Linked DNA regions of Mus musculus: regions 1, 2, 3, 5 and 6 are each linked to region 4. A link is a contact called in public ChIA-PET and HiChIP or PLAC-seq data. All regions are on one chromosome and are shown on one strand. The core of a region is the stretch at or near the end of the contact, and the rest is flanking DNA. Distances in the headings are between cores, read along the strand shown. Region 1 overlaps Acoxl (acyl-Coenzyme A oxidase-like). Region 2 overlaps Acoxl (acyl-Coenzyme A oxidase-like). Region 3 overlaps Acoxl (acyl-Coenzyme A oxidase-like). Region 4 overlaps Gm39928 (a long non-coding RNA gene). Region 5 overlaps Acoxl (acyl-Coenzyme A oxidase-like). Region 6 overlaps Bcl2l11 (BCL2-like 11 (apoptosis facilitator)).

Region 1 (3,574 bases), core at 633-3,132, 440 kb before region 4:
ATGCTAGTAATGTGGTTGAGTGGGTAAAAGAGTTTTACCCACAAACCCAGAGACCTGAGTTCAGTTTCCAGAACTCTGTAAAGGTAGATGGGGGAACCAATTCCACAAAGCTGTTCTTGGACCACATATCCTGCATCAGGCACACGCACATGTGTGTGCATGCGCGTGCACACACACACACACACACACACACACACACACACACGCGCGCGTCAATGAACTAAGAACATGAAAAGAAGACCTAAAAGAACTTACCAAACAGAATTCTACAAGATCCAAAAAGCAGGATATGATTGTAAGATGTAAAATTCAATATTCAACACAAAGCTTGTTTGTACATCCTCTCAGTAGGCAACAGGAAAATAAAAGTCAGTTTATAGTATACTCACAAACATGAGCATCTTATATATATATATATATATATATATATATATATATATATATATATATTCAGCAGTGAAAATTCCAAAGCATAAAAGACCAGTGCACAAAACACTACATAATATGCACAGAGTAAGTCAAGAGATATTAACAATGGCAGGACACATATCTTGTTAGTGTATGAGACTTAACGTTGCCATGAGATGTCCCACGCCCCCTTCAGAGTCAGCTCCACTTCAGTCAAAATCTTGGAAAGAGTGTTTGTAAACTTACAAACTCACTTGACAGTTTATATGGAAATGCAAATGATGTAAAATAGCCCACAGAACTTTGAAAAAAGTGGAAGTCACTGAGGGCTGGTGCCAACTGATTTCAAAGCGTGTGCCGAGACTGTCCTAGTCCAGGCCTGAGGACGTTGGCAGGAAGTTAGGCAGACCGGCAGAGCACTGCCAGGCCCACTTAGCCCACATATTTGCCCACTCAAATTCTCACATGAAATAAATTAAACAATGAGGAGGATTTTTTCTTTAAATAGTGAGAAAAAGTAGATTCTGAATGAAAAAGAAGCAAGCTGTGGTCTGTTTCTTACTCCGTGCACAAATGTTTATTAAAGACCAACATAGACTTGAATATAATCAGGGGAACTGTAAAATTTCCAGAGAAAACAGAAAAGCATCACCAATATCTACTGGAAGCCATGGTAAACAAAGATTTCTTAGGGAAACACAGAAAGCACCAATTGCTTACATTAGCTATTGATAAATTGCTGTTGTCTGAAAGACACACATCAGGGCAGAGGCAAACACTAAACCTGGGGGAGGGGAGGAATTACTTGCAGTGTCTGTCTGTGTCTGGCAAAAGGTTTTATCAGAATGTGTGAAGAACCCCCAGGATGAAATAATGAAAAAGATATGATCTAAGAAAAGTTTTCACAAAAAAACTTGAAAAGACACCTCATAAAAGAAGATAAAAGAGGAGCTAATGAGCACGTGAAACTTCGCCTAATCTTATTAGTCATAGAGAGCTAGAAATCAAAACCACAAAGAAGAACCAACACCCACCCACTGACGCATATCAACTGAACTGCTAGATGCCACTCAGCCCCAGGGGTAACGCAGGGCAGCGCTGGCTCTCATAACTAAGACATTCTAAATGCAATCATAGAAGCTGAGGATGCAACGTGATGTTAGAGCATTCATTCACTACCATGCACAAGGCCCTGGGTTCAATTACACACACACACACACACACACACACACACACACACACTCATACACAGTGAGAGAGAGGGGGGAGAGGGAGAGGGAGAGGGAGAGGGAGAGGGAGAGGGAGAGGGAGAGAGACTCACACACAGACACACACACACTAGTTTGGAAGTCTATTGTAATGTTAAATGTACACTTATTCTATGATCCAGAAATTCTGTCCCTAGAGATATGGCCAAGAAATGATGCTACATGGTTCATAAATAGCCTTATACAGGAGTGTTCCTAACAGCTCTATTAATAACCCCAAGTTGGAAACTGGAAACTGAATGTTTATAGATATGAAACTAGACAAGTAAACTGTGGTTGGCTTCACATAGTGAATCATGTGACGCAGCATGTGTGAGTTCTACTGACATGCTTAGTGATGTGAAAGCGTGTATACCAGATACCCCATGTATTCGACGGTCGAGGAGGAGGAAAGCCAGCTGACGGTGATATAGTGCAGCAGTCACAATCAGAGAGGGAGAGGGTGGTGCTGCATGCGGAAGCACAGAAGTTATCTGGGGAACTCTGTCTCTCAATTGAGTGACATGATTCCAGGGGGTATGTACACATATGAAAGAAATCACTGATGAGTGTTGTTTGTGTGTGTGTGTGTGTGTGTGTGTGTGTGTGTGTGTGTGTGTGTGTGTATTGAGAAATGACTTGGTTATTAAAGTCCTCACGCAGCCATGAGGACCCGAGTTCAAGTCCCAGGATCTGATGTATCACACACCCGTAGTCTTAGTGCTGAGGAGGCAGGAATGATGCTCTCTGGGCCTTTCTGGCCAGTCAGTCTTTCCAAAGCGGGGAGCTCCAGGTTCAGCAAAAGAGTCTGTTTCAAAAAACAGACTGGAGGGCAACTGGGGAAGATCCTGACGTGGAACTCCTGCCCCCACGTGCATTCACATGGACGTATGCATGCGCGTGCACCTCCTCCAGACACTTAAAATATCACTGAGCTGCAAACTCAAGGTTGATACAGGTTTCACATCTAACAGTGCATGTGCTATATCTCAGTGACAGGACTTGAAGGTCTCACTCAAACAAGCCATCCCAGTGGCTAGGATGTGTACCGGAAAGTCATTGCAGTTTTCTACGTAAGTTAGAAACAGTGAGGTCCAACAGGTGGCCCTATTTGTCTCGACTAATGGCATCGATGAGGATTCACTAGGGTCTATCCTGTGCTGGGATCTGTGTTAGACACTTCAATGTCACATGGAAAAATAGTAATGGGTCCCCAGGCTACCCAGCAGCATAGAATCCACATAGTCAGACTGGTGACAGGTCAGACTGCAAGAGATGCCCAGTGGAGGGCCAGTTCTGGCAGCAGACAGGTAAGCCCAAAGAGCCTAGACATTCTGCTGGCTTCTTGATTTGAGGCCAGACTTTGGGAAACAGGACTTTGGTGATCTGGTGAGGATGGGCCAGTCCTCATAGACCTATAAAGTTCCATGGAGATCTCCCAGATCAGGGTTGGCACGGGGACAGATAAACTGGCTCATGCAAGAATACCCTCTCCAAAGGCAGTAGACAGATCCCTGTGGTCAGTTGAGGTCACAAACCTCAGTGATGTTCCTACCACTGTGAGCTTGGACTAGATGAACTAAACCAATAAAGTAATCCTTGCACATGTGCTCATTGGTTCAATGCTGGATCAGTGGGGCAACAACCTTCCGGCCTGCAGGGATGTCAGTTAAACCACAGTCGGGCAGGGAAAATTCTGACGCCACCAGCCAGACTGAAGCAGCCGGTGTCATTGAGGACAAAGCATTTAAGACCAAACACAGGGTGACATGTGGCATCGGTACACAGACTAAGTTCAGAGAACAGACTCAGACTGTCCATGCAAGGGCACACATCTGACCTGTTCACTTGAAGACAGCGATAACTCCAGATTCACTCCTCTGTTCTAGATGCTGAGAGGCCCCTTGCTGGATTAGACT
Region 2 (3,427 bases), core at 251-2,750, 410 kb before region 4:
GGGAAAAAGAAAAGTCTATGTGCTTACTTAGATAAAAACCAGTGCTCACATAGCAGGCCTTTGATGAGAGACTGGCCTTAGATACAGAAAAGAGGAAGGTACTTTATAGAAACTGTAGCATGCCCAGAACCAGTAAGGCTAATTTAAATATCCATTAAAATCTGTTCTATGAGCCATCTTGTGTTTTCCTTAGCCATTCTGTTGGAGAAAGTTGAGGAAAAATGACTAACTACATCTGGGGAAGTCTGGGGCTTGCTTGGGTCAACATCTGGGGACATATTATGCTTCAACCACATAGTGAATTAATGCAGTGGAAATCACTGTGGAAGAGGGTAGTTAAAGGTAGATACCAAAGGTACCAAGGCTGTTGGGATTCTCTTTACGGAGTCACTGGAATGGAGATTGAGTGTTTTCTCAGGATGGCTCATGCAGTGGCTGAACCTAGGACTTTCTGGTGGTTCCCACGGATGCGGGCTGGCCTTGTGATCTGCCTAGCCCACTGTGGGGAAGTCACTGACACGGATTTCAGCCCATGTAGTGAGCAGGCAAGGAACTCTACATGCCCCCAAGCAGCCACACCCAGCATGCCATGTGTTTTTGCCATAACCATGAGGTTGTCCCCCACATGGCAGTGCTGGCAGTCCCCAGGGAGGCCACTCACCTTTCTGTCTCTTCCCTTCCAGTTGCACTAGAGCAGTTCACGACGGCAGTGAGGCAATGTCCCAACAGGGAGGACCAGGCTTTGCTAATGAAGGTAGGTTATCAGCTAAATTCTTATTTCCTTAAAGCCTCCTAGCGTTTTTTGATTGCCCGGAGGAGAGCACCGGTTTTTGTTTTTTTTTTTTTTTTTTACAAGCGGGAGTAAATTTATCATCTCTGAATTTTGTGCTCCACGGGGATACACTTGTCAGTGGCTGGCGGGAGGGTGGCTGGTTAATGAGCACAACCACAGTCTGTGGAACACAGAAGTGACAGGGAAGTGGGTGTCGACAACTAGCAGGGAGCCTACGTGATTCTCAGTGGACCTGGTTGGTTTTATTTAAACTTCTCTGACAGTCTCGATTCTTTCAGCAGATTTATGAGACTTGGCCAAATTCCATGTCTCCGATTTATACTTTTTAATTAAGACAAAGAATCCCACACCTTCCTGGTTGGCCCCATCCTCCCTATCGTCACCAGCGGGAATGCCATACAAATCAGACCACTTGTGTCAACTGTCGAGACAGTCAACTCATGTCTTAGGTTCTTTGTCCTTGAATCGAAAACAAACTCCTTTTCTTCTCAGGAATAACCATTTTATCTCTTCCCTGATGGCATGGACAGAAGTGCGGTATAACCTATATTTAGGGTGTGCATTTAGGAGAGCCGATAAAGGTCAGGCAAACAGCCTGTGCAATCTTAATAAAAACTGTGTCTGAAGGCAAGAAAGCGGCTCGCAAGTGTAGAGACACACGCACGTTTCCACTGATGACTAAGCCTCCTGTTTTCACCTAGAAATGTACATACTGACCTTGAACACCAGTGTTTCCATGATGTCATTTCCATCCTGTGCCTTCAGGAAACCGTGTATACCAGGAGTTGCATTTCTTTACCTAAATACAGTTTCTTTACCAGGTGTCTTCTGACTTGAGAAATGGGTGGGAAAAAAATAGGATGTTACTCTTAAGGGATTTTTCAACTCATTTGCCTAAGGGGTGATATTTTTGGTCTGTCTATTTTTTTTGTTTGTTTGTGTTATTTTTTTAACTTTCAATGATGCTTATTTTATAATAAGGAAGGTCTGCTGATTCCAAGTGTTGAGTTTATCTGGGAAGCCCAGTTCATCTGAGTCCAGGCTGTGTGAGGCCCTGACTTGGCCTGACAGATTTAAGCACATGAGATGTTTTGGTAGTCTGAGGTCTCCCACACTGATGTTCATTCCCTGCTATGAGCTCCATGCCTCAGCCTGTCCTTCCAAGGACTGGTTGGTTTCCTGTGACCTTGAAGCAGCCTTGGTCACAGACACTCACCTTTTATCCATTATCCATTCATGGGTCAAGACACAGAACCTTCGTCCTCTTCCTTTGCATTCTGTCCGGCATCTTCTCTCTCTCCTCTCCTGATCACCTGGACCCCTGTTCAGGGGGAGAGACTACTGGGTTCCATTCCGTCCTGTAAGTGAGCCTCACTGAAACTTATGTGGGCATCTCAGAGGTGTTTTCAGAGAACAGAACCACTAAGCTCAGGAGGCCACACCATCCGGCTACTTCTAGTTGCCCTTGTGGTCATGTGTCTGAGTCCCTCTCTCGATTTCTTCTGAGCTAAGACAAGTGAGTAAAAACAGAAGCTACCTGAAGGCCACCCCTCCTCCCAAGCTGCCTCCTGTTGCCTCTCACGGCTGCACCAGGAGAGACGGCTCCTTTAGTCCACTTGGTTAGACATAAACACTTGGACTTGGGAGAAGGTCAAGCTTTCCCAAGATGTTTTGGAATGTGTGCACCTCTCAGGATTTTGTGTTTTCCTTCATGTTTCTTCAGACTGTATGACCACACTAACTGAGAGAGCTGTCTGTGGGTGTTTTTTACAGTATCTTCGAGATATTTGAGCAGGCCTCATCAAAGAAGTTTCACTGAACAAAAATGTGTGCTTTGCTCATATCTACGAAGACTACTTTGTAATTTTTTTTTCAAGAGATTGAGGTTTCTTTCATGTCACTTAGGAGAGGCCACCATGTGGGTGTGACAGGAATGTGTAGGATTTTTTTGTGGATATGTATAAAAGGATGTAAGAGAACAATAGATCATTTTGAACACTCAATCAGCTGACCCTTGATGTTCACTTTGGTGTACTTGGAGTTTATATGTAGTAAAATTCTTTTGTGTGTACGTGCATGCATGCATGCATGTGTGTGTGTGTAGTTGAGTATTTTGATCGTATTTGTCTCCCTCCCCCAACTCCTCCAAGATCCATCCCCCTTCCCAGCAGCTGTCAATTGCCAATAGCTCCTTCCCTAGGGGTGGGAGCCCAACTGTGTGCCCAACTCCCCTTAACTCCCCTCTCCACACTGGGATTTGGTCTGTATTTGCACAAGTCTTTTGCATGCTGTCACAAAACTGTAGTTCATATGTGCAGCTATCCTGCTGTGCTCAGAAAACACTGTTTGGGTTATCCACTTTCTGGCCCTTACCATCTTCATATAACCTCTGCTACAATGATCTCTGAGCCTTGAAAGGAGCAAGTGTATTATAAATATTCCATTCAGAGCTGAGCATTCCTAAGTCTCTAATTCTCTGCACTTTGGACAATTGTGGGTCTCTATGTTAATCACCATCTGTTGTGAAATAGAAGCTTCTCAAGGCCTTCACCTTCCAGGCTTCCATTCCTCCCTTGGATTATAGAAGGTTGAGAATTCATTGACCTGTATGTTTAATGATAAGTCATTAGGAGT
Region 3 (3,488 bases), core at 699-3,198, 470 kb before region 4:
GGGGTGAGGATAGGGAAACAGTGGTTTGGGAGGGGCTCTCATTTGCTTTGGAGAATTTGGTCTTAACTAGTTGTTAGTGGGGTTATTGATCAGTACATGGTTCTTGGAAGTGTGGCTAAACTGTCAGCACACCTGTCATTCTCCATGGTGACCTCAGGCCAGCTCTATAGCCCATCTGCTCTCAAAGCCTGACCTTCTTCCCAGAAGTTGGCTTCACTGAACTGACCCTGTAGTTGTTCCTGGGTCTCAAAGCAGCCACCTCAAATCTGGAGAAGGGCAGAACCTTAGGAAGCACTCTGCCCCCAACCCTCCATGAATCCTCCAGCTGGACTTCTCTATGGTCTTTTTGGCCAGTCATAGTGCACACATCTGAACTTGGAGATTTGGCTGCGCAGACCTCTCAATAGGAAAGGGTTTGGACCCAAACTGAAGATCCGTGGGGTATGGAGGCATTGCATCAGCTGTTTGCAGAGCAGACCTGCTCCTGAACTGGCCTCCATGGCACAGGGTGAACTGACCGGACACACCAAGTGGGTCCTTTTGGGTAATAACATAACTGGCAGAACTGGGGGCAGGAAGGACCCCACTCCGCCAGTTTCTGTGAGTCATCAGAAGATAACTAAGCAGTAATCTCTACCTTCAGGGCCAGGTGGGTCCTTTAACAACTGCAGCAGTCCCAGGGTGCTCGGAGCGTGGTAAGGATTTAGATAATCTGAGGTCCTTTTTCCTCTTCCCAGGGCCTACAGCTGCTGCTTAGCTCTCACTGGTAGTTGTCCTGGGGAATGTGGATACAAGTGTTCCAGAATTTTCAGTTTTTCAAATGGCAAGCACAGTATTTTTAATGTGGAATGGCTGGCATGGTGGTATCAAACCAAGCTTATCTACCAGGAGGGATGTGAGCCATCCACATAGTAGGCACAGGCCCTTGGCTCCCAAACAATTCTCCAGGATGTTTCTGCTCTGAACAGTAGCTCTGGGTACTAATGGAAAAGGTTGGTGGTTCCTTGGGGAGGGCAAAGGACCAGGATTGAGCTTCACAAGTTACTGTCCTTAGGTCCATGATATTCCCAAGAGATGGCCTCTATCATCTGCAAGTTCCCTGGATTGCGCGTAACTATAAGAAGCTGCAGAGTGGGGGTGGGGTGGGGAGTTCTGGAGGAATGATGCTCACTTAGGATAGACAGCTGGGCTCTGTTTTATTCACACTGTGAAATCTCTGGCTTGGCCTTTGCCTAGAGAGTGGGCGGGGGGGGGCATCACCTGAAATATACATAGGATTGTATGTGTGTGTATTATGTTCTGTGTTGCCATAGACACCTAGGTCACAGCATGAATGCAATTATAATGTACTGTGGCCATCCTGTACATATAAGCCCCATGTTTGTCCCCCTACACCCAAGATGGCTTTGGTTTTTATACAGTGAGCTGGGTTGGTCACCAGTCATTAGTTAATGCCGTTCTCTGGCAAGGAACAGTCCAAGCACATACCATGAAGGGGAGTTGGGTGTGGCCCTGCTGTAATAGTTAAAATAGGACCTGCATGCTGTGGTGGGGCTCAAACTGTACTGCCATGCATGTGAGGAACCGAAGAGGGAGAGGGGGAAGGAAGGAAAGGGCCTGTCTGTCTGTCTGTCTGTCTGTCCCCTACTGCCATACAGCACTTTCCAACAGACCTGCACACATGGAGGCATCAAATCATAACTGCCATGGTGCACTTTCAGAGTCTGCATCAGAAGCCCCAGTAGGGAACAGCCACGGGCTTTCCCAGCAGCCTCTCTGCCTTCTGAGGCATTCTTCCTCCCACAGCCCTGGAAGTCATATTTCCTGCCCTGTCCTGGGCTTTAGCGAGTGACACCGAGGCAGTAGCACGGACCACTCGCAGAAGGGCAGAAGAACCCCACTTGGTTTTCTGTTCTCTCCTCACTCCTTTTAACTTTGCTCTTGCAGCATGATGTGGGCCCCTGAAGCCACAAGCACTTCCGCCTTGCTTGACTCTATTGCTAAGCACGGTGCAGACCCCAGTGTGACCCCACCGCCCGCCTGCCGCCTTGCCTGCCCGCCGCCTGCCTGTCCCTCCCTTCTCCCTATGGGGTTATCTAGAAGTTTCTCCTTAGACTCATATTTTCTATTCTAATTGGCTCAAATGTTTCTGTCTTGGCAGCAAACCTTCCCAGTAAGACTTTTTACTCCAAGTTCGCAGTACCTGGCAAGAATCAGTGAAATCTTTAGCATGTGGAAATGCAAAGTTGATTCACAGATGCCTTGAAAAACGATTTGACCTAAACACACACACACACACACACACACACAAAACAACAACAACAACAACAACAAAAAACAAAACCCAAACCCTTATATTGGTGTTACACAATCTGTGTTCCAGGATGCATGCGATATTTATTATATGTGTGTTTCTGATGTGTGTTTCTGTACAGTTTCTCACACTCAAAGTCTTCAATGTTGGCTACAGATTAGCTTAATTCCTCTTGCAAATGGGTCCTGGTTTTTGTTGTTGTTTTGGAGTTTTTTGTTTTTGTTTTAAGAAAAAAAAACCTGGTATCTTTGCTGACTATGCAATCACTAAGAAAGGACTCTTGGGTAGGCAAGAAAATGGGGTACTCACATGCAGAACCAGAGACCTGTATAAATTGCCACAGACACAGTCCTTAAACAGAAATTGTATCACAACCTCCCTTAAGGAGATTTGGTATAAGGATAACACCAGACTTGGATAATTTTTTTAAAAATGTATGAAAGAATATATTTTAAATAATGAAATCTCTACTATAAAGAAAATTCTGCTGAATAAATGTTGCAGAATTTCCTGGATTTGAGATGCACTTGTGCTATACCTGAGGTCCATTCAGGGGTGGAGGTGTTGGTGAGAGAATCTCTCTGTCCTACCTCATTTTTGTAACTTCTTGTGAATCAGGGATGGTTCTAAAGTGGGAAATCACACTAATAGTATAAGGTGAGGAAAATATAAAACATGGTATATTATCATCAGGAACATATCTCACAGGTGGAAAATCCCACCTTAGCTGCATGCTTAGCTAAGGTATCTGCCCCATCTTGGCCACCTGTTATTTTGTCTGATACAGTATTGGATCTAGAGACTGTAGCCCCCAAATCTTAGTGGCTGAGAACTTCTATAAAGGATCAGTCTTGACTGCCTACTACATTGGACTTGAGAAGCATCTGGAAGATTATCAAAACACACCTGGGTGTGGCTGTAAGCGGTAACCAAGAGTGACAACCCTTGAATGTACCGTCTCCAGGCCAGGAGCCTGGACAGACTGACAGAAAGAAAGGAGACATATCCCTGCCAGACCCTTGAATATATCCTCTAGACCAGTTGGAGTAACAGAAAGAGAGAGAGAGAGAGAGAGAGAGAGAGAGAGAGAGAGAGAGAGAGAGAAAGGGAAGGGGAAAGGGAAAAGGGAAAGGGAAAGGGAAAGGGAAAGGGAAAGGGAAAGGGAAAGGGAAGG
Region 4 (3,227 bases), core at 687-3,186:
CTGTATAAAAACATAACTAATAGAGCTGCACTTTCCAGTTTCCTCTGAATGGATGATGACGGACTGGGGTGCTCCCACACTGACCCAGGTGGAGACCTCAAAGCACGGACTCTACATTAGCTCCCTTCTCATTACTGTGAGAAAATGGCTGTCAACGGCAAGTGAAAGACGGGAGGGGTTGCTTTTATTCACAGTCTAAGAAGGAACACAGTCAGCTCATGGTGTGGGAGGCATGACAATGGGGGAGGGGAGCATTATACAGCTGGTCACATTCTGCAGTCAGGGAGGGAAGAAATGATCACTGTGCTCAGCCCCCTTCCTCCTTTTTATTTTATTTATTCCAGGCCATGGGATGTTGACACCCACACTCAGGATGGCTATTCCCTCCTCAGTTAAGCCTTGCTGAAAACACCTTCCCAGAGATATGTTCCCATGTAGGTTTTAAATCCCCTAGTCCTGCCTTATTGTTTTACAGAACAAAACCTAAAGAGCATTTTCACTCAAAAAGGGGGAGGGGTCATTTTGTCTTTAAAACCCTCTCACGGTTATTTTCAATCACTTCATGACATCACATCTTTTATCCATCCGTACAGCCAGCTGAGGCTTCTGGCAGGCACAGTGCACGTCCTCCTCTGGTAGCATTGGTGTCTGTGCATGCTGGTCTCTCCACCCCATAGTCCCCCACAATCAGCTGAGACGCCACCTCTCACATCTCTATCGCACTTTTCTATCCTCCCATAGCATCCTCTTGCCCTTGTTCCTCTGTGTCCCACCACCTTGAAACCATTACCCGGGCCATCTCCCCCTAGTAGGCAGAGGATTCTTAGATCTGACAGTTCTTCTCTTTCACCTTTTCAGCAACTCCTACCTTCTCCCACCTATTCCAGCCATTTTTACAGAATCACTCCTCCTGCCTCCACCCACCTCCCTGTGACTCAAATGTGGCAATTGTGTCCTTTCTGAATTCACCGGGTGTGCTCCTTTAATAACTCGCAAGGGGAGATTTCTTGGTAGAAATCAGTTGGTGTGGAAATAGTAGCTACGTTGAGTAACAGATTCAGATGCTTATCTCATTATAATGGGAGTTCTTAAGGCCAGATTAGCTCACAGGAGCCAGTCGGTTGTAAAACTGCTATAACTGGTGGCTGGTATGTAGTATACAGCCCCTTCAGTGATGGCTTTATTGTTTTTGGATCTTTGTCATGTTTGTAAAATTCATTGTGTCCGTGGGTGGAATCTATCACTGTTAGTTGAAAAGCACACAACACTTAACTTAGAACCCAAGTCACAGAACAAGAAGAAGTTCTGAGTTCACTTTTCACCTTCCATGACCCAGATCTGGAGCTGGAGAAGCTAGCAACCTGGAGGCACCAATGGACACTACAGTGGTTAGCTTAACAGTCAAACTTGACACAACCTAGAATCACCTGGGCTGAGAGTTCAACAAAAGGATTGTCTGCACTACTTTTGCCTGTGGGCTTGTTGGCGAAGGGCTGTCTTAGGTTAATTGATGTGGGGAGACCCCGACCACTGTGGGTAGTGCCATTCCCTAGGCAGGGAGTTCTGAACTGTATAAGAATGGATAAATCAAGCTGAGCACTAGAAAGCAATTGAGCAAGCATGCATTTATTTTCTCTCTGCTCTTAGATATGGCAAGACCAGCTGCCTTGAGTTCCTACCTTGATTTCTCTGCAGTGATAGACTGGACTGTTAGTTGGGATTTCAAGTCAAATAAAGTCTCACTTAAGTTACCTTTTTTTGGGGGGGGGCGGGGGTGTCAGGGTATTTTATGACAGCCACAGAAATGAAATTAGAACACAAAGATAGCTCACGAAAGACTGCTTCCCCACAGCCACAGGACCAGGAGAAGACAGCCTAGAAAGACAAAGGAACCGCAGTCACACCACTTCTGCCAAATGCCATCAAGAAGCTGTGGTCTAGTTGCTACCCACACCAGCAAAGGCTCTGAGTGGGGAGCCCAGACTCACGGCTACCAGGCGTCACCCTAACCCTCTGTGAAAAGGAAGCTGAATGGGAAGCGTCTTCCATATTCCAAGCAGCATGAAGCCCCTTTGCCCTTGCAAGGTGCCACTGGAGACCGTGTGGGAAGTGTGGATCACCACGATGGTTCATAGCAAAAAGGCTGAGTGGGAAGTCGAGACCTTCACCAGAGCCCCGTGGCGATAACATCAGTGCCCTCCCCCTCCCCCAGCTTTTCAAGTGAAGAGAAAGAATGAGTCATTTATGCCCCTTTCGCAGGAGGAGCATCAGCAGATAGCAGAGGTGATAGGACGGTGGGATCAGAACTATCTGACAGAGATCCTAAAGCAACTTCTATGAAAGAGTGCTTCTGCGAGCATGTGCAAGCACAAGAGTACCAGAAGTCAATGGGAAACTGTAAGAATTACCAGTGTCATTATCACTGTCTTCCTTTTGATGTGTACCTATTGATGTGATAAAATACCCTAGCTAAAGCTACTTAAAGGAGAGTGGATTAAATCTCATCAAAAACCAACATCCAGGTATTTATTATAATACCACTTTTTTTTTGACATTAGAATCTTGTAAAAGTAATTTCTTAGTTCTGAAACTAAGACCTGAAACACCACATAAACCTTTGAAAGACCACCCTTTTTAATATATTAAAATTTGATTGTTAATTTATTCTTGGCTGTTTTGTAAATAATAAGAGAAGAATTTCATTTATTTAGTTAGTTAGTTTCACCATTTGTATGTGTGTGTGCTGTGCATGCATGTATATGTGCATGCATATATGCAAATATGGGCTATTAAATACATGTTTGTATGCATGTATGTGGAAGCCCAAGGTTAACATCAAATATCTTCTTTGTTATGAAGCTAAGTCTTTCACTGCACCTGGAGCACATTGTTTTTATAAATCTTTCTAGCCATCCTGCTAGGCCTCTGTCTCTAACTTCCAGGTGGCTCAATTATAGAAAGTCTGCCATGCCTGACTAAGTTTTTCATGGGTTCTAGAGATACAAACTCTGGTTCTCACGCTTGCATGGAAAGTACTTTTCCTGATAAGCTGTTCTCAAAGCCCTGAGAAGAATGTTTTTATAGAAGCTGTATTTAACACTGTGTCCTGATTTGACTTGAATATGGGCTGTGGACTAAGTAAGTAAATAAAATTTTGATCAAAAAAATAAAAGGAGAGTGGATTATATTTATTGATTGGAATTATAAAAGTCCATCGTTAATTCATA
Region 5 (3,320 bases), core at 94-2,593, 490 kb before region 4:
CACAGAGAGGTTCCTAGTACCTTAACCCTCAGGAAATGCATACTCACCCTGAAAATCCCTTCCCACTCTCCAAGGTTTATATAGCCCTTATTCACCCCAAGTAAAATATATGTGCAAGCCATTTCAATAAATTCTGTCTAAAAGAGCTGTAACACTGAAATCCTTGTAGAAGGCCCCCTCTCCCCAGCCAAACCCACAGACCAAGAGCCTGCTGACGTACTGAACCACAACATTGGTTAAAGGTATAGAATTAGAGCTAGAAAAAGGAAGTGAATTTTTAAGAGATTAGTTAATAATGATACATTGTATTCTTCAAAAATGTAAAGAGTGTGGGTGTTATATGGTTTTACCATGGGAGTAATAACCACGTGAGGTGGTGTGTTTGTTAATTAGCATTGTTGTATCTCTGTGTGTATATACTTAAGAATAAGTTGTACATGATAAAATCATATGCTATCTGCCAATTTTAGAAGTGTGTTTAAAGGACTGGAGGGATGGCACAGTGGTTAAGAGCATTTGCTGCTCTTGTAGAGGACTGGAATTTGGTTCCCAGAACTCACATGGTGGCTTATAACTGCCTGTAACTCCAGTTCAAGGGGATCCAATGCCCTCTTCTGGCTTCCCTTGGTACCAGGCATGCATATGGTGCACATGGGGACATTCAGGCTAAGCAGTCATATACATAAAATAAAAGTAAATGCATTTTTAAGAAAGAAAGAATGAAGTCCCACTGAGGGTAGGGAGTTGTTTGGTTTGGTTAATGTTTTTAGGGCTGGGGTGGTGGCTCACTGTTCAGCACATTGTTCTTGAAGAGGGTACAGCTCCGGTTCTCAGCACCCATGTTGGGTGCCTCACAGCTGCCTGCAACTCCAGCTCCATGGGATCTAGTCTCTTCTGGCTTCTGTGGACACCTGCTGTGGTGTATACACACACACACACACACACACACACACACACACACACCAAACAAATTTTAAAAGGAAGGAAATTGAAATTAAAAAAAAGAAAAAAAAAGGAAGTAAGAAAGGAAAGGGAGGAATCAAATAAGAGAGGTGAGAAAAGGAGAAAAACAGGAAACAAGACTCTTGAAATAAAGGGGAAGAGGAAACGATACAAGAGTGTGTGTGTGCTGGGGCGTTGTAAAGTAAATGAACAGATAGGGGAACCCAGACAAGTGGGAATTTTGACTTATACAAAAAAGGAAGTGAGAAATGTAAAGCGTCTGAGGGTGAAGAGAAATCTGGGTGTGAGCCATGGGAAAAGGGAAGTGAGAACTGAGAGAGGGGGAGATCCGGTACAGTGGACACTCAGAGTACAGCGGATACAGAGGGTACAGCGGGTGGGAAAAGGGAAGTGAGAAGTGAGAACTGAGAGAGGGGTGATCCGGTACAGCGGACACTCAGGGTACAGCGGGTGGGAAAAGGGAAGTGAGAACTGAGGGGAAATTTGGTACATCGCTTAGGGCGGGTGCGGTGGGTGGGAGACGGGAAGTGAGAAATGTTAAAGCTATGGGGGAGGCAAGGAAGCCAGGTGTGAGCCATGGGAAAAGGGAAGTGAGAACTGAGAAATGAGAAAGGGGGTTATCCTGTACGGTGGGTATGGCCAGTATGGAGGATGGGAAAGGGGAAGTGAGGATGTAAGATAAATAAGGGGGAATCCAGATAAGCCAGAAATCTGAAATTTAAAAAAAAAAAAAAAGAGGAAATGAGAAATGTGAGAAAGGAAACAAACCAGATGAAAAAGGGAAGCAGGACAGAGGAGCGGCAGAGAGGCCTTGGCAGGAGAAAAGTTCCCAGGCCAGAGATATGCCACACTCCACTCACGTTGGCCTGGACCTGAACCTACGTGCTCCAGGGCCAGTTCTTTATGGGAGGAGACTGACAGCACTTAGGTAACTGTGAATTGCTACCTTAGAAATAGGATTTTAAGAAGTGAAAAAGAGGAAGAGGAAGTGGAGGAAGAGGAGGAAGGGAAGGGAGGAGAGGAGGGAAAGGAAGAGAAGGAAGGAGGCAGGGAAAGACAGGAGGAGGAAGCTAGAAAGTGTGAGTTGACAGAGCAGAGCAGTTGGTCAATGTAGAATTTTTAACCTGCCTTCCAGTACTCTTCAGCGTTTGGGGGGGGGGGTGGTTCAGGGTGGAGGGAGGCATTGTTCTCTTGCAGGAGTAAGCCACTAGTAGAATTCTGAAGAGTTTGAAAACAAAGCATATTGGTGTGATTAGTTGAAATCTTTTGGTTAAAAATGAAATAACCATTTGTCAATGTTTTATCAACAATGAAGACAATACCCAAAATTGTATGTGTGACCTCAAAGCTAATGTGATATATTGATAATATGATATAATGTGATATATTGAAATTATTCTGAGTAAGAGATACATTGTTACTTTTTTCCTCTTCAATGATCTGTGCTTTTAATTTTAAGGGAACTAATTTTCCCATGTAATGATGTCATTGCAAATTAAAACACTTTTTTCTTCTTTCTCTCCCTTCTCTCCTCCTCTTCCTCTGCAACAGGGTTACATGATGGAAACCAGAATCTCAGACCTGAAATGTGACACAGATGTGTTTGTAACCTTTGAAGGTGACAATGTGGTCATGCTTCAGGTAAGGGTTAGGACACAGTTATTCATTTTAAACAGCACACTTTTCAAGACCAAGAATTATCCAAAAAATCTGAAGTGTTTTGTACATTTTATCTTTATCTGATACCTTCATTTAATTGGCAGGTGTTTTCCTGTTAGGCAGTTGAACAGGGGATTGGGGTATTTGTCTTTTAGGTCATCTTTGATGTTTAAATATGTCTTTGTAGTTTTAGAAAACCACTAGCATGTACTAAGTCAGATTTTTATACTAGCAAAGCTATTCCAATAGAGTATTCAGGCCCTGAAGATAAAACGTGAAAAACAGAATGCTAAACTCCAAAGTATGGGGTGGCCAGTCAACACAGAAATGCATATTAGGACAAATTGGGACTCATTGTTGGCGAAAGTAGAAGAGGGTTTGCATGTTGCTATAGGACTATGTGTAATTCTACCCCAGGACTCTACCCTAATAATCATAAATATGGAATAAAAAACACTGAAGCAATACATTCTCACCACTACATAATTTATTATAGCAATAAGTATCAATAGCAAAATGATTATGTAAATCGTACTCTGACCACTCAGTGGGGAATTATATATCACCTTTAAAATTGTACTTGCAAGCAGTTCTGCTTCTAACAGAAATGTAAAACGTATGGTAAGTAAAATGATATGAAATTGCACACAAGATATAATTGTTGTGTTTTTAAGAGAATAACAGAGGCTGGACGACTC
Region 6 (3,194 bases), core at 8-2,507, 350 kb before region 4:
TGTCTACTCTGCAGTGTGGTACCCATCTGGAAGACTTAGGAGGATGGCAGGGGCTCTTCGGGGAGCTGTTCAGGGAGTCAGTGGGTCCAGAGAGAAGCTCAGAGGGACTGGTTGTTGGAAGGTCATGGAGAAAGCAGGCAGTTTGCGTTTAGCTGAGTGCTGAAGGGTCATTCATATCTTGCAGCCTATGTTTGAAGCCTCTTCGTCTTCGTGTCAGGGATGCGTCAATGTTCGACAACCCCATTTCACACTCATCTCCCATAGCTGTCATCAGGGCCGTCTCCATGGCTCAGCTGCCGCTCTTATACCCATACCTGGGCCAGGTGACATCAAGTGCATGTCACATAGTCCTCAGCACCTGTGGGCACTAATTATGAAAGATGTCCACTTGTGGGTATTTTGGCCATGGGCTAGGTTGCTGGGAAAGGCCTGTCAGCCCTTTAGGGTAGCTGTTGAGGGGATGTCCTCCAAGTGCCCAGCCTAAAGCTAAGACCCCTGCAGATGGGACAGTGAGTGAGTGGAAACCCTTTGTCTGATCACAAGAAACACCTTTTGGTTTACACTGCTTCCTTCCCCCTTGGTCTGGGACATGTGCAGGCATGAGTTGATTGGAGTGTACACAGACAACAGGAGAACCCAGCATCAGATAAAGTGGAGCTAAAACGGGGGTCCACACAGATCAGCTTTGATAAAACACAAGTTTCACTAAAGCAATATGCACAGGAGCATTTGTATACTTTAAACTTGAAGCCTGTCCGTCTCGCTTTCCTAAGAAAGGGAGCCCACTATGCTATCTGACTCCGTGCTTTTAGAAATGACGGTGGTTCCTATAAATCACCAACAAGGGAGAGGCCGAAATTATAGCTTGCTTGGATGAAACCAACCAGAGATGTGTGGCCTCGGGCCATGTTCTCCAGAGGCCCTCATTAATTGAAAGCTGGAGTTTAATAAGATAAGTTGCTTTCTTAAACTGTTGCCATTAAAGGCATGAATATCAATGTAAAATCACACTAGATCTGACTCACGGAAGGATGGGGTCTCTTCACATGGTAGTCGCAGGTCCCTCTTGTAGCAAACGCAGTCACTAGGAGGTAAGGTGAACTGTTATCTGCTCTTGTCTGTGACACAATTGTGTGTCGCAGTTGGAGGGAGCGGTTGGGCATTTTGGTTTTAGGCTTTGTTCATATCTGAACTGAACCACACATGCCACCTCTGTTTAGTGACTGGAGGTGGCGAGTGCTTCGGTTTCTCCCCTGAGGCAAGCGGAAAGAGCTGTGTTATTCACTCCATAGCATTGAGCTGCTTTTCTGAATGAGGGTTCCCTGTAGCTACTGAGGGAGGGCAGCTTGGCTCGTCAGCAAGTGCACCCCATCCAGAGCCACGGGGTCTACTCTAGTGTCGGATGCTGAACCCTGCGTGCTCGAGAATCTGGGTGCCATTATCACCCCGTTCTCTGTCACGTTGAGTGGTGCCAGGAACCCTGTCCACCTGGCTGCCTTTACATGCTTCGGACATGCTTTTGAAGCAAGTGCGTTGGACCCTACAGGCGCAGGCTGCATCTGTCTGGGTGTAGGCAAATATGAGAGGAGACTGAAGCACTGGGGTGTGTTCGAATGGCTGGCGGGGTGTTGGGCTAGACATCCTTGTGTTGATCTACACCACACACCACGTGTGAGGGTGCTGTGGGGCCTGGCAGGTGCTACACCTGCAGGGCTACCCGGCCGTTGTGGGATAGGGAGCCGTGAACGTGCAACCAAGAGGAGGTGCAGGTGCCCGGAGGGGAACTTCAGGCAGGTTCTCAGGGTAATTTTTTTTTTTTTTAAATCTCTGGAGGAGGAAATGAAGATGCAAAGAAAGGACGGTTTGGCCCTTCTGCAGACACATAAAAATAATAAGGTGATTGCATCATCCCTTGCCTAGACTTCACCTCGCTGAACCAAAGCAGGAGGTTTTAGTTGTGGTTAAAGTGTGTTACATCCCACTTAGCATTTCAGAACAGCATGTTCCTGCCCTGAGTTGAGTATTTTGTCCCTCGTAGCTCTCACAGGAGACATACTACCAATCTTGAACCCTGTTTGGCTGGCTGTAGAGCAGGACCCGCTTCTGGTTCTGAGGCCAGCCTGGCAGGATCCCCACCAAGCAGAACTGTGTGTCACACCTCCAGGGTGGGTGGAGAGATAGCCTCCCGCTGTGAGTGAGATTGTGAAGTGGTTTCTGTGTCCCTATAAAAGGCCTCCACTTTTAACAGTTACTGCTATACGACGCAGAGGAGATAGGATACACGTTTGGTCCTTGAGAATATTTGCAGTCTGTACATAACTGTCAAGCCAGCGTGGCCATGGTAGATCTGTGACGACCGCTCAGCTTGCTTGCTGTGCTGGGGGGTTGTGGGGGGAGCACATTTGTTCCTCTGATGTTCAGAGGCATTACGTCATACCGGTAGGGTGCCTCTTGTGCACTGTCTCCAGCCGTCTCGTGATCGCTAAGCTATGAGACCCAGGCTGTTTAGATGCACATGTTCTCTTTGTGGCAAATGGGAAGTGAATGCAGTCCCTGGGCAGCCGTTGCCTGGCCTCGAGGCAGCCGTGGGCATTGAACCAGCATGGAAATCTCAGTAAATTCTCTGTCTGAGGGTGGAGAGAGGGGAAAGGCCTCATGGCTGCTATACTCAACATTGTTTAGACGGCTGGGTTAGGATCCCATAGAGGCGTGGTATAGCTGTGTTGTGGGTACCCCTCAGCCTCCTGGATGGCTCACTCAGTGGTGAGGATGGAGGCCGGTGCACCATCCAGGAGGACGTTGGCATTGCCTTCTCAGGAGTCAGCACCTACAGCAGAGACTGCCAGAGTCCTTCCTGGTCTCACAGTCCAAAATTCAGTTTCCTATGATTACTTGCCTTACATGCAAACCTGTTAGAAGTTTAAGACTCTTCAGTGTGGGCATTGTATGTAAAACACCCATCCAACGGAGGGTGTGCCTATTCTCGGACGCTTTTGTCTCTAAGAACTTGGGATAGGATACTGTCAGTCTATAAAAAGGACTTATTTATTCATCTTTTATTTATGTGTATGTGCGCATCATGTGTGTGCAGGTTGTTCTCAGGACAGAGGGCAGTGGAGCCCCTAAAACTAGATGTACAGGCAGTTATGAGCCATCTGAGGGTGCAAAGAACCCAGGTACACAAGAAGAGCAGT

The links. ChIA-PET counts read pairs in DNA pulled down with a chosen protein or histone mark. HiChIP or PLAC-seq counts read pairs in DNA pulled down with a chosen protein or histone mark.
Region 1: a contact with region 4 is called in a BATF HiChIP or PLAC-seq map of CD8 T cells, with 5 read pairs. The contact joins two enhancer-like sites. A contact is called at or near these places in 2 of 115 datasets of contacts at active chromatin or transcription factors (CD8 T cells and effector CD8 T cells) and 1 of 9 other capture datasets (embryonic stem cells).
Region 2: a BATF HiChIP or PLAC-seq map of CD8 T cells shows a contact between it and region 4, with 6 read pairs. The contact joins two enhancer-like sites. A contact is called at or near these places in 2 of 39 promoter capture datasets (cranial neural crest and liver), 1 of 484 Hi-C or Micro-C datasets (embryonic stem cells), 2 of 115 datasets of contacts at active chromatin or transcription factors (CD8 T cells and effector CD8 T cells) and 1 of 9 other capture datasets (embryonic stem cells).
Region 3: an RNA polymerase II ChIA-PET map of memory CD8 T cells shows a contact between it and region 4, with 5 read pairs. The contact joins two enhancer-like sites. A contact is called at or near these places in 2 of 484 Hi-C or Micro-C datasets (the HPC-7 cell line and bone marrow-derived macrophages), 1 of 115 datasets of contacts at active chromatin or transcription factors (memory CD8 T cells) and 1 of 9 other capture datasets (embryonic stem cells).
Region 5: a contact with region 4 is called in an H3K27ac HiChIP or PLAC-seq map of acute myeloid leukemia, with 2.6 times the contacts expected there. The contact joins two enhancer-like sites. A contact is called at or near these places in 1 of 115 datasets of contacts at active chromatin or transcription factors (acute myeloid leukemia) and 1 of 9 other capture datasets (embryonic stem cells).
Region 6: a contact with region 4 is called in an RNA polymerase II ChIA-PET map of effector CD8 T cells, with 15 read pairs. The contact joins two enhancer-like sites. A contact is called at or near these places in 2 of 115 datasets of contacts at active chromatin or transcription factors (CD8 T cells and effector CD8 T cells).

Annotation. Positions count from the first base shown.
Region 1 is chr2:128,059,674-128,063,247 of GRCm38.p6, forward strand. The region is part of intron 14 of Acoxl (acyl-Coenzyme A oxidase-like); the gene reads left to right. Among named protein-coding and RNA genes, the nearest start is that of Bcl2l11, 65 kb to the right of the region's middle. Within about 2 kb of position 1,883, at least 74 of the 459 cell types and tissues checked have an H3K27ac peak or open chromatin away from gene starts, as enhancers often do. A contact at or near this core is called in CD8 T cells and effector CD8 T cells, where this site is marked.
Region 2 is chr2:128,085,676-128,089,102 of GRCm38.p6, forward strand. Acoxl (acyl-Coenzyme A oxidase-like) reads left to right here. Exons shown (of 18, transcript NM_028765.3): 16 at 684-754. Among named protein-coding and RNA genes, the nearest start is that of Bcl2l11, 39 kb to the right of the region's middle. Within about 2 kb of position 1,501, at least 26 of the 459 cell types and tissues checked have an H3K27ac peak or open chromatin away from gene starts, as enhancers often do. A contact at or near this core is called in CD8 T cells, where this site is marked.
Region 3 is chr2:128,026,018-128,029,505 of GRCm38.p6, forward strand. The region is part of intron 12 of Acoxl (acyl-Coenzyme A oxidase-like); the gene reads left to right. Among named protein-coding and RNA genes, the nearest start is that of Bcl2l11, 98 kb to the right of the region's middle. Within about 2 kb of position 1,949, at least 14 of the 459 cell types and tissues checked have an H3K27ac peak or open chromatin away from gene starts, as enhancers often do. A contact at or near this core is called in memory CD8 T cells, where this site is marked.
Region 4 is chr2:128,497,830-128,501,056 of GRCm38.p6, forward strand. The region is part of intron 2 of Gm39928 (a long non-coding RNA gene); the gene reads right to left. Among named protein-coding and RNA genes, the nearest start is that of Gm39927, 22 kb to the right of the region's middle. Within about 2 kb of position 1,937, at least 46 of the 459 cell types and tissues checked have an H3K27ac peak or open chromatin away from gene starts, as enhancers often do. A contact at or near this core is called in CD8 T cells, acute myeloid leukemia, effector CD8 T cells and 1 more, where this site is marked.
Region 5 is chr2:128,007,563-128,010,882 of GRCm38.p6, forward strand. It overlaps Acoxl (acyl-Coenzyme A oxidase-like), which reads left to right. Exons shown (of 18, transcript NM_028765.3): 12 at 2,515-2,604. Among named protein-coding and RNA genes, the nearest start is that of Bcl2l11, 120 kb to the right of the region's middle. Within about 2 kb of position 1,344, at least 89 of the 459 cell types and tissues checked have an H3K27ac peak or open chromatin away from gene starts, as enhancers often do. A contact at or near this core is called in acute myeloid leukemia, where this site is marked.
Region 6 is chr2:128,151,249-128,154,442 of GRCm38.p6, forward strand. All of the region lies in intron 3 of Bcl2l11 (BCL2-like 11 (apoptosis facilitator)), which reads left to right. Among named protein-coding and RNA genes, the nearest start is that of Gm14009, 17 kb to the right of the region's middle. Within about 2 kb of position 1,258, at least 77 of the 459 cell types and tissues checked have an H3K27ac peak or open chromatin away from gene starts, as enhancers often do. A contact at or near this core is called in CD8 T cells and effector CD8 T cells, where this site is marked.